Linked DNA regions of Mus musculus: region 2 is linked to region 1. Evidence: chromatin contacts called from public Hi-C data. All regions are on one chromosome and are shown on one strand. The core of a region is the stretch at or near the end of the contact, and the rest is flanking DNA. Distances in the headings are between cores, read along the strand shown. Region 1 overlaps Ttc8 (tetratricopeptide repeat domain 8). Region 2 overlaps Gm40554 (a long non-coding RNA gene).

Region 1 (3,884 bases), core at 668-3,167:
CATTTTGCATCTAACACTTCCTAGCTACATGGCAAGAACAAGCACCAGCCACAGCAGCGAGGTGTGGGGTCCGGGCATGGATTTGACTTGAGGATATAAAATGACTCCCGCAAATCTCTAAATTGTTGGTTGGATTTATGACATCTGAGAATTTCTTCACAGGAGCGTATGGTAACTTTATCCGTAACAAGGAAACATGCAAACAACATACCACAGCTATGTGCCCCAGGTTGTACCAGACATCAGCTGCCTCTTCTTCATTTTCAGCCAGGGAAAGGGCACGTTCAAACGAGGTCAGGGTCATATCGTACTGCTGGGCATAGAAGCAGCACAGGCCCAGGTTGTTGAAAAGCTGGCAGTTATAAACTCCCATCTGCAAGAGGCGCCTTTTCAAGGAGGAACACAAAACTCGCTCTCAGACTAACTTTATAAGTGGAAACATTCTTTTCAAAGTTAGAAGTGGATTCGTTTAAGAACTTTAGGACCCCTACAGGACATTAACACAAGCATATCAAGACATGTTTAAAGCAGCTCACGACCTGTCACAGGGTATGTGTCCAGGGACAAGATCGGAAAAGTATTTGTTCAATTGTATTCCAAAAGCTTTACTAGAAAGACAGTTCACGCGTGTTACTCCAGAGGCCTCAGTGCCCGCGGGGAATTCCCTGAGGTCTGACCCAGCCTGAGGGCTGGGCTCTGTTTACCACTAGGCCTGCAGTTGCACTAGGCTGTCTGTGCTGCATGGCAGAGATAGGCTGATCACCTCTGGTCTCTGCAGAGTTCTCTGTTCTCCACTAGCTTTCCCACCCCGCACGTGTTTGGGAAGGACTTGTCAGCTGTCGGTCTACTCCTTTGTATGACGAGGGCTGAAAGCACTGGGTAAAAAGTGAGCGTCACGGGCCAGAGGGATGGCTTAGTAGGTGAAGCTGTCTGTCCCCAAGCCTGATGACCCGCGTTGGATCTCTGGGACTCACACCTTTCAACCTTCCCAGGTATGGCATGGTGCATACCCCTCATCCGGGCATTCACACAAATAAATAGTAGATGTTTCAAAATGCATTTTAGAAGCCACATGCAGGATAAAATAAGCATGTGCTTAAACAGAGCCAACAACCACACCTTTCTTAGACTTGAAAAAAAGCTCAAATACCTCACAAGGCAGGTGACCCTGCTCTAAGTCCTCCTCAAAGCTCTGAACTCAGAGTAACTGCAAATCCCTCCCTGCCTCAGCCTCACTGTCTTTAGGTTTTGTGGTATTAAGAGTCAGTGATGGAGAAAGAGTTTCAGTAGCTATTTAGCGTCAGTTGTTTCTTGACGACTAGTAGGCACCCACCCTGAACTAAAATGTGAGCTTGACCATGCAGGTATGTTTCTCCAGGGCGCCAGCCCACATTCCCCTAGAGTACCGAATACCACTTGAATCCTTAGAAAGTAGCTGAAAGATGCATTCCTAGATTTATACACCTGTGGCCTATGGAGAATGCATAATTTGTCTGCATTTTCCTTCCACCACCCCCACCCCTCCGCGCGCACCTCTTGTTTCACCCCCAACGTTTCCTGTGCATGCAATGTAAGACCCACCTGTAAAACCGAAGGGCAACCTCTGGCTGGTCAGAATAAAAGTGGTTGCTTCCAATGCAGGCGATGGCTTCCACGTGAGTATTGTCTTGTTTTAGAACTTCTTTGTAGTACTCTGCTGCAGATGAACTGTTATTCATTTCCTGTTCCACATCCAGAGAGAAGAGCGACACTTTAGTCACACTGGACAAGGACCTGCTTGCTTTTTTTTTTGACCCATTTAAGTTCATTCATTCAACAAATATTTACTCCCAGCCTGCCATATGTCAGACTCTGTTCTAGACGGTAAGGGACAGAATACAAACGAAAGCATGAGGTCATCGTCCTCAAGGAGGTGACAGCTGGTGGAGAAGCTAACAAATGACTCAGTGAGGGACATAAGGTCAGGGAAGGATGCACAAGCAATGTAAAGAGCGGAGAGCAAGACAGGCAGGGCTGCTTGTTAGTGGTCACCTTGGGAGAGGCCCTGTCTGACAGAGATGCAAATGAAATGGGGTGTCGGAGCCTGCATCTGCGGGGACAGTCGCACTTGGCAGAGAGACCAAACCACATGAGCCTAAATGAAAACACTTACAAGAAACATTCCCAAGTGAGCCTGGGAAGGAGGCAGTGCCCGGGAATGCAGAGGCAGCCAGGACCCTTTCACCTGGGAAAAGGGACAGTGCCCAGAGGCACAGCGCAATCATACTACATCGTGTTTGAGAAATCACCTGGTGGCTGACTGAAGGGCATTCCAGATATGGAAGACAAGACGTAAGAAGAGCCAGGTCTAGAGAAGAAATGAAAGCAACCCAGACCAAGTTTAGAAATACATAATAGGTAAAAACCACAGCAGCCTCCGTAGTTACTGTATACATCTGTAAAAATGGTGGTGATCATAGATAAAGGTCCCTAATAGCTCTGACTTACCATAATTAGGTTTGCAGAAAGGAGCCAATGCAAATGACTCTTTAGATGACCTTTATTAGGGGAGAAGTCATGGTGACGAGGGACAGTTGAGGGAAAGCCACTACTGGGCGAGCATCGGGAGAGACTGCATCATCCAGAGGCAATGTCATGCGGTACTAAAGGGAAGCCTTCAGATTCCCGCAGGGAGCTCCATCAGGAGAAATGCCCAACACGCACAGCGCCACCGAGGGGCCTGGAGGAGAAGCAGCTCCAGTTTCCAAGGACTAACGTGGTTCCTGACTCCTGCAGGTTCTTGGAGCAGGATGTGGTGGGCGAACTCCATTGCTTGAGACCTAAGCTGGCCTGGCCTGCACTCCAGGTGACAAAAGGGAAGGCACTAGATAAAAGTGTATGATTTGTGGCTGTCCTGAGTCTAGGAACTGGGGGTGGGGAGCAGGGGGGAGGACCGGGCTTGCTCAATAGCAGCGAGTGGAAGGAAGGGGACTGAATTCTCTGTCAGTGCAGTACAGGTCACTTTGTCAGCTCTGCCCGAGAGCTGAGAAGGGTGTGGCCTGAGTTCCAGGGCGGGACAGCTAGTGAGCCTGTGATCTAACACTAATTTTATTAAAATCTGAGGTATAATCTCACCGTGTTGTCCAATCTGGGCTTGACCCAGGGCTTGAGCTAACCCCCCTCCCTCAGCTTCCTAAGTAGCTGGACTGCAGGCAAATCACATCTGCCTCAACAGATATTATTAATAAATGATACCGCTGCTTAAATCCTCTCATGGTCCACCCATCCATTCTCCATGAAACTTTGCTTATGTCTAACTTCACACAGGTCTCTTCTGCCTCTCAAGTCACATGACACTCACTGTCACCCGCACACTTGTTCCTTCCTCGGGAGGACTCTAATTTATGATAGGTTTGAACCACCACACAGTGCTTCTTTAAACACAGGGCTTGCTTTAGATGCAAGACTCACATAGACCAGGATGGTACCCCTAGACCACACTTGCATACTTTATACATATGAAATAATATGTAAAGTAAGTTCTTTCACGTGTGGAGTCAAATTCTTCCAAGTCCTCTTTTCCCTTGGTCATCCCTGTCCAGGTTTTTCAGAACAGTACTGTCTGTGCGCTTGGTGCTTTGCTTTTCAAATTTTATTAATGATTCTCTATGTTTGCAGGACACGATGTGCGGCCTTGACAGGCACAGAGTGTAGAATGAGCATCTCAGGCCAATGCACACATCTTCGGCCTTACCTGCGTCTCATCTCTTTGTGATGAAGACAGCTAAGACCTTCTGCCGTGCTCCTTGGAAGTGCTCCCCACCACTTGCTTCCAAGCTCCTGACAAGTTTTGCAGTGCTGAAGCCTGTGCTTTCTGGCTCTAACCAGCAGGTGTCAACAACAGC
Region 2 (3,884 bases), core at 1,037-3,536, 76 kb before region 1:
AGGCTAGGCATGAACCGGGCCAAGGTGCTAATGCAATTAGGGCGGTGAGCTGGTGCCCAGCCATCCGCTTCCAATCTGAGTCATCTGCTACTATGCCCTCCAGGTGACCCATAGCTTTCCTCCTGCTGGTCCTTGACTCTCTCCTTGGCACTTTGCCAGCAGGAGAGGAAAATTCCCATGATAATCAGTGAAGAAGATCATGACTAATGAAGAAAAGAAACACTGTCTTCAATATCTTTTCCTGCCTCTTTGGGATGTCCTGGGGCCCGTGATTTACTGGGGGGAACTATCATGTCAGTGTGAGGCCATGACGGTCAGGAACAGGATTTTCATGTGTGTTCCACAAATCATATGTCTCTTTGTCTTTTTTTCCCTTACAGCCATTTCTAGTATTACTAATGTACCCAGCTTTCCCTAGGGCTGGGCCCACCTCCTGTCATGAGGTCTTGGACCTCCTAGCCAGTTCTATTGTACCTCACCAGGATGTCAGTACATTTTGACCTTGAAAAAGCTAGATGCCCTCTGGTCGGCCATAATGAGCATGTGACACCCCGCCCCCCAAGGCAAGAACATGTCTCGGATCATTTGTGAAACAGACAACCCATGCGGCTCAGAATGAACACAGAAAGCCAGATGGCTCTGCTCACACAGAGAGTGACAGAGTGGAGACTTGGTTTCATTCTTAGACTCTTGTCACTTGCTCCATCGCTTCTCTTTGAAAGATGCTTGAAGATCCAGGAGCTTCGGATACACTGGCTGCTCTGTAGGTCTTCAAGTTGGCCATGATAGAGTCTCCTGGTGCAGGAGTCTGATCCTCAGAACTCATTTTCAGAATTGACTTAATCTTTTTGAGCCTCACCTCCCCATATAAGTGGAGTTAAAGAGGCCGACTGGTAAGATTTTTGTAATGATAAGTAAGTTAGGCTAATAGTTGGGATAAGTCAAGATTTAAGTTAGATACCCACTATTGCTTGACCCAGGGTCCAATAGTACTTGCAATATACAAACGCTTGGCTGGAGTGGAAGTCACAATGATTGTTAAAATCAATCCAGTTCCTAGATTCAGGGCAAACTCACTCCACCTAGTTAGAAAATGCAACTCATCAGCTAGAGTGCCAGCAGTATAAAAGACATCTGATCATTATAGCATCATACAGTGTCAGGCCCACATCATCCTTTCCACAGTAGGGGATGCTGCACATCATCTGCATGGCAGATCAGTGGCAGTACCAATCCATGCCTGAAAAGCTAGTCAGTTTCTAAGGGGAATGAAGATGGTGAATGGGACAACTGATAGCTCAAGGTTACTGATCCATGGGGTAACTGTGGTTGCCAAGCAGCCAGTGCTAGGCAGACATGCCAAAGCCTCATAGTCCTTTCTTGGAGGCCTTGTGTATCTGCTGCCTCTCTGGGATGTATCCTTCCCTCAGCCTGATCAGCTGCCCTCTCTCTAGCAAGAGGTTCAGCTAATTCCCTTAGCCTGGCTGCTTGCAGACCTCCTTGGCAGTACACTCGTAGATTGCCTTGAGGTAGGGGAACTTTTGCAGGTGGTTTTTGGTGTTTTGCTTTGTTTTGTTTTTGTTTTTGTTTTTGTCACTGCCGGTGGTTAGGTTTTTAGAATCAGATTCTCATGGAGTCACCTCTTTGTTTCCTGACTTTGAACCCTAGTCTATGGGCTTTGGTTTTAGAGAGCTAGACACTGAGTTTGGGACCTTATAAATTCTCACCCTCTGAGGAGGATTTTGTGTGTCCCAGGAGGGAGGAAGAGGGAGGTGCAGGATGCTGAGGACGCAGGATGCCCAGAAGACAGGCCTTTGGCCCACTTCTTTCCTCATGACACAGCTATTCTAAGACCTCTCTGGCTTTTGTCTGGTATTGCTGACTTGAAATGTGTATTCCTCTTCTCAGCCTCTAGTGTTGTGCTGCATCTGGCTTGTGTATACCCAGAAGAGCATCACAGAGCTTTCAAAGGTTTTGAAAATTGAAAATCTGTTTTTAAACCATTGACAAGCTAAAAATCAGCCACAAAGGCCATAGTTACAATAGGGAAATTGGTAAATGTGAGCATCATAGTGTCTGATCCAATAGTTGGCTTCTTTCCTGAAATCCAGATAGCCATAGCCCAGAGAATCTGTAGGGCTGACCCAGAGGTAACCCAAACACAGCCAACTGCAAATTGAATCCAAATCTACTCCCTCACTAACATAGTTATCCTCTTATATAGTATCTGTTTTGCTCACTGGTGCCAAAAGATGTCAAGAGTCAAGGATTCTGATAGTGGAGGGATGAGTCACAGGCTTCCGCAGAGGGATGGCTTAGCACAGGGAGACTGCTGTGCCTCTCAGTAGCCTGAGGTAGAATAACAGTTCCCGAGCTCATTGGGAAGTGCTCTGAGGTTTGGGGGTGAAGTTTCCTTTCTCTGGGTAAACATGGAGACCATTCTTTCAAGAAAAGTGCAAACTGGTACTCCTGCAGTAACACCATGCACGCAGAGCGAGTCTGGAGAGAATGTACTCATCTGTGCAACAGAACAGGTAGTCAGATGTAAAACGAGCCCATTGCTATCTCCTTATTTGTCTTAAAATTGAGGCTGCTAAATATTTTTGCCTTGCCTTGCTGTGCTAATAGGAGATAGGCAGAGGTATAGGGGTATATCTGTGTAATGAAGTTACAAATGTCCCTGAGACAACGGAACACTGTCTTCTTATAACAGGATGATACAAATCAGGAAGGACAGAGGGGAGAAGAACATCTCAGGGGAGCTTCCAGACCAGATGCCCCCAACACACTGCTTGCTCCCAAAGTTGGCTTGTTGTCACTGTCTTACTCCTTGTTGTGACAGCCAGGCAGATGCTCATCATCCAAGGTGCTTTCTTGACTGATGCTGTGTACACCCCAGAACTCTTTCCTATACCATTGTAGGTCAAGGAAGGTGATTCTCGAGATGAGAATCATTTGCTACCCCTGGCCCCATTCAAAAGAACTGAGTAGTAAAGGGGAGAGACTTAAGGATTCACATAGTAGGCTTACAAAAATTCTTTATCCGTTTTGGTTTTCTTTCATGCTTATGGATGTGGCTCAGTTAATAGAGTATATGCCTAGCATGCCCAAAGCCCTGAGTTCAGTCTCCAGCCCTGCAGAAACTAGGTCTGATGGCATGAACTCTAACCTCAGCACCCAGGAGAAAGGCAAAAGGATCAGAAGTTCAAGGTCATCTTCAGCTACAATGTGAGATTAGCTTGGGATACATGAGGTTCTGTCTCAACAACAACACATTGAATATATATATATATATATATATATATACATATATGTATATATATATGACCGTATTTACTAAATAGCAATGAAGCTAAAATTTTTTTAACCAAAACAAGCGTGGGGCACAGGCATGTCATCTCAGCACTTAGAAGGCAAAAATGAAAGTTCCAGGCCAATCCAGGTTATATATGAGATCCTGTCTCCAAAAACAAACCAAAGCAAAACTAATTTTGTTATTAGAAGGAAAAAAAAGACATAACAATTTCTAATCAAGTGCAATTTAGCCTAGAGTCCAAAAAGCTTGGAGCAAAGAGTAATTTTTTTCTAAATTTATTTATAATTTTTTAGTCATCATGTAGGCATTCAATACCATTACAGAAACTTCAAATAAAGTATGTGGTAATGAACACCCCTCTACCCTTATAAACTCCCCCATGGCTTTCTTTTCACTTTTCCCTCACAGGTGTCCCTTTGCCCTCCTTGCCCTCTCCTCAGCACTTTTCGCCCTCTTTTGGTCTCCTTTCTAGGTGTTTAAAAAATATTTTACCTATATCTATATCATCTACACACACACACACACACACACACACACACACACACACACACAAACTAGCTCAAGCTAG

The links. A called contact is a pair of places that touch in the nucleus more often than the background predicts.
Region 2: a Hi-C map of the N1E-115 cell line shows a contact between it and region 1, with 4 times the contacts expected there. The contact joins two enhancer-like sites. A contact is called at or near these places in 1 of 15 datasets of contacts at CTCF or cohesin (the NIH/3T3 cell line), 5 of 484 Hi-C or Micro-C datasets (the C2C12 cell line, the N1E-115 cell line, cortical neurons and 2 more) and 2 of 9 other capture datasets (adipose tissue and liver).

Annotation. Positions count from the first base shown.
Region 1 is chr12:98,972,479-98,976,362 of GRCm38.p6, reverse strand. Ttc8 (tetratricopeptide repeat domain 8) reads right to left here. Exons shown (of 14, transcript NM_029553.4): 10 at 1,582-1,721; 11 at 212-386. Among named protein-coding and RNA genes, the nearest start is that of Gm40554, 50 kb to the left of the region's middle. Within about 2 kb of position 1,917, at least 27 of the 459 cell types and tissues checked have an H3K27ac peak or open chromatin away from gene starts, as enhancers often do. A contact at or near this core is called in the N1E-115 cell line, where this site is marked.
Region 2 is chr12:99,049,008-99,052,891 of GRCm38.p6, reverse strand. All of the region lies in intron 2 of Gm40554 (a long non-coding RNA gene), which reads right to left. Among named protein-coding and RNA genes, the nearest start is that of Gm40554, 27 kb to the right of the region's middle. Within about 2 kb of position 2,286, at least 9 of the 459 cell types and tissues checked have an H3K27ac peak or open chromatin away from gene starts, as enhancers often do. A contact at or near this core is called in the N1E-115 cell line, where this site is marked.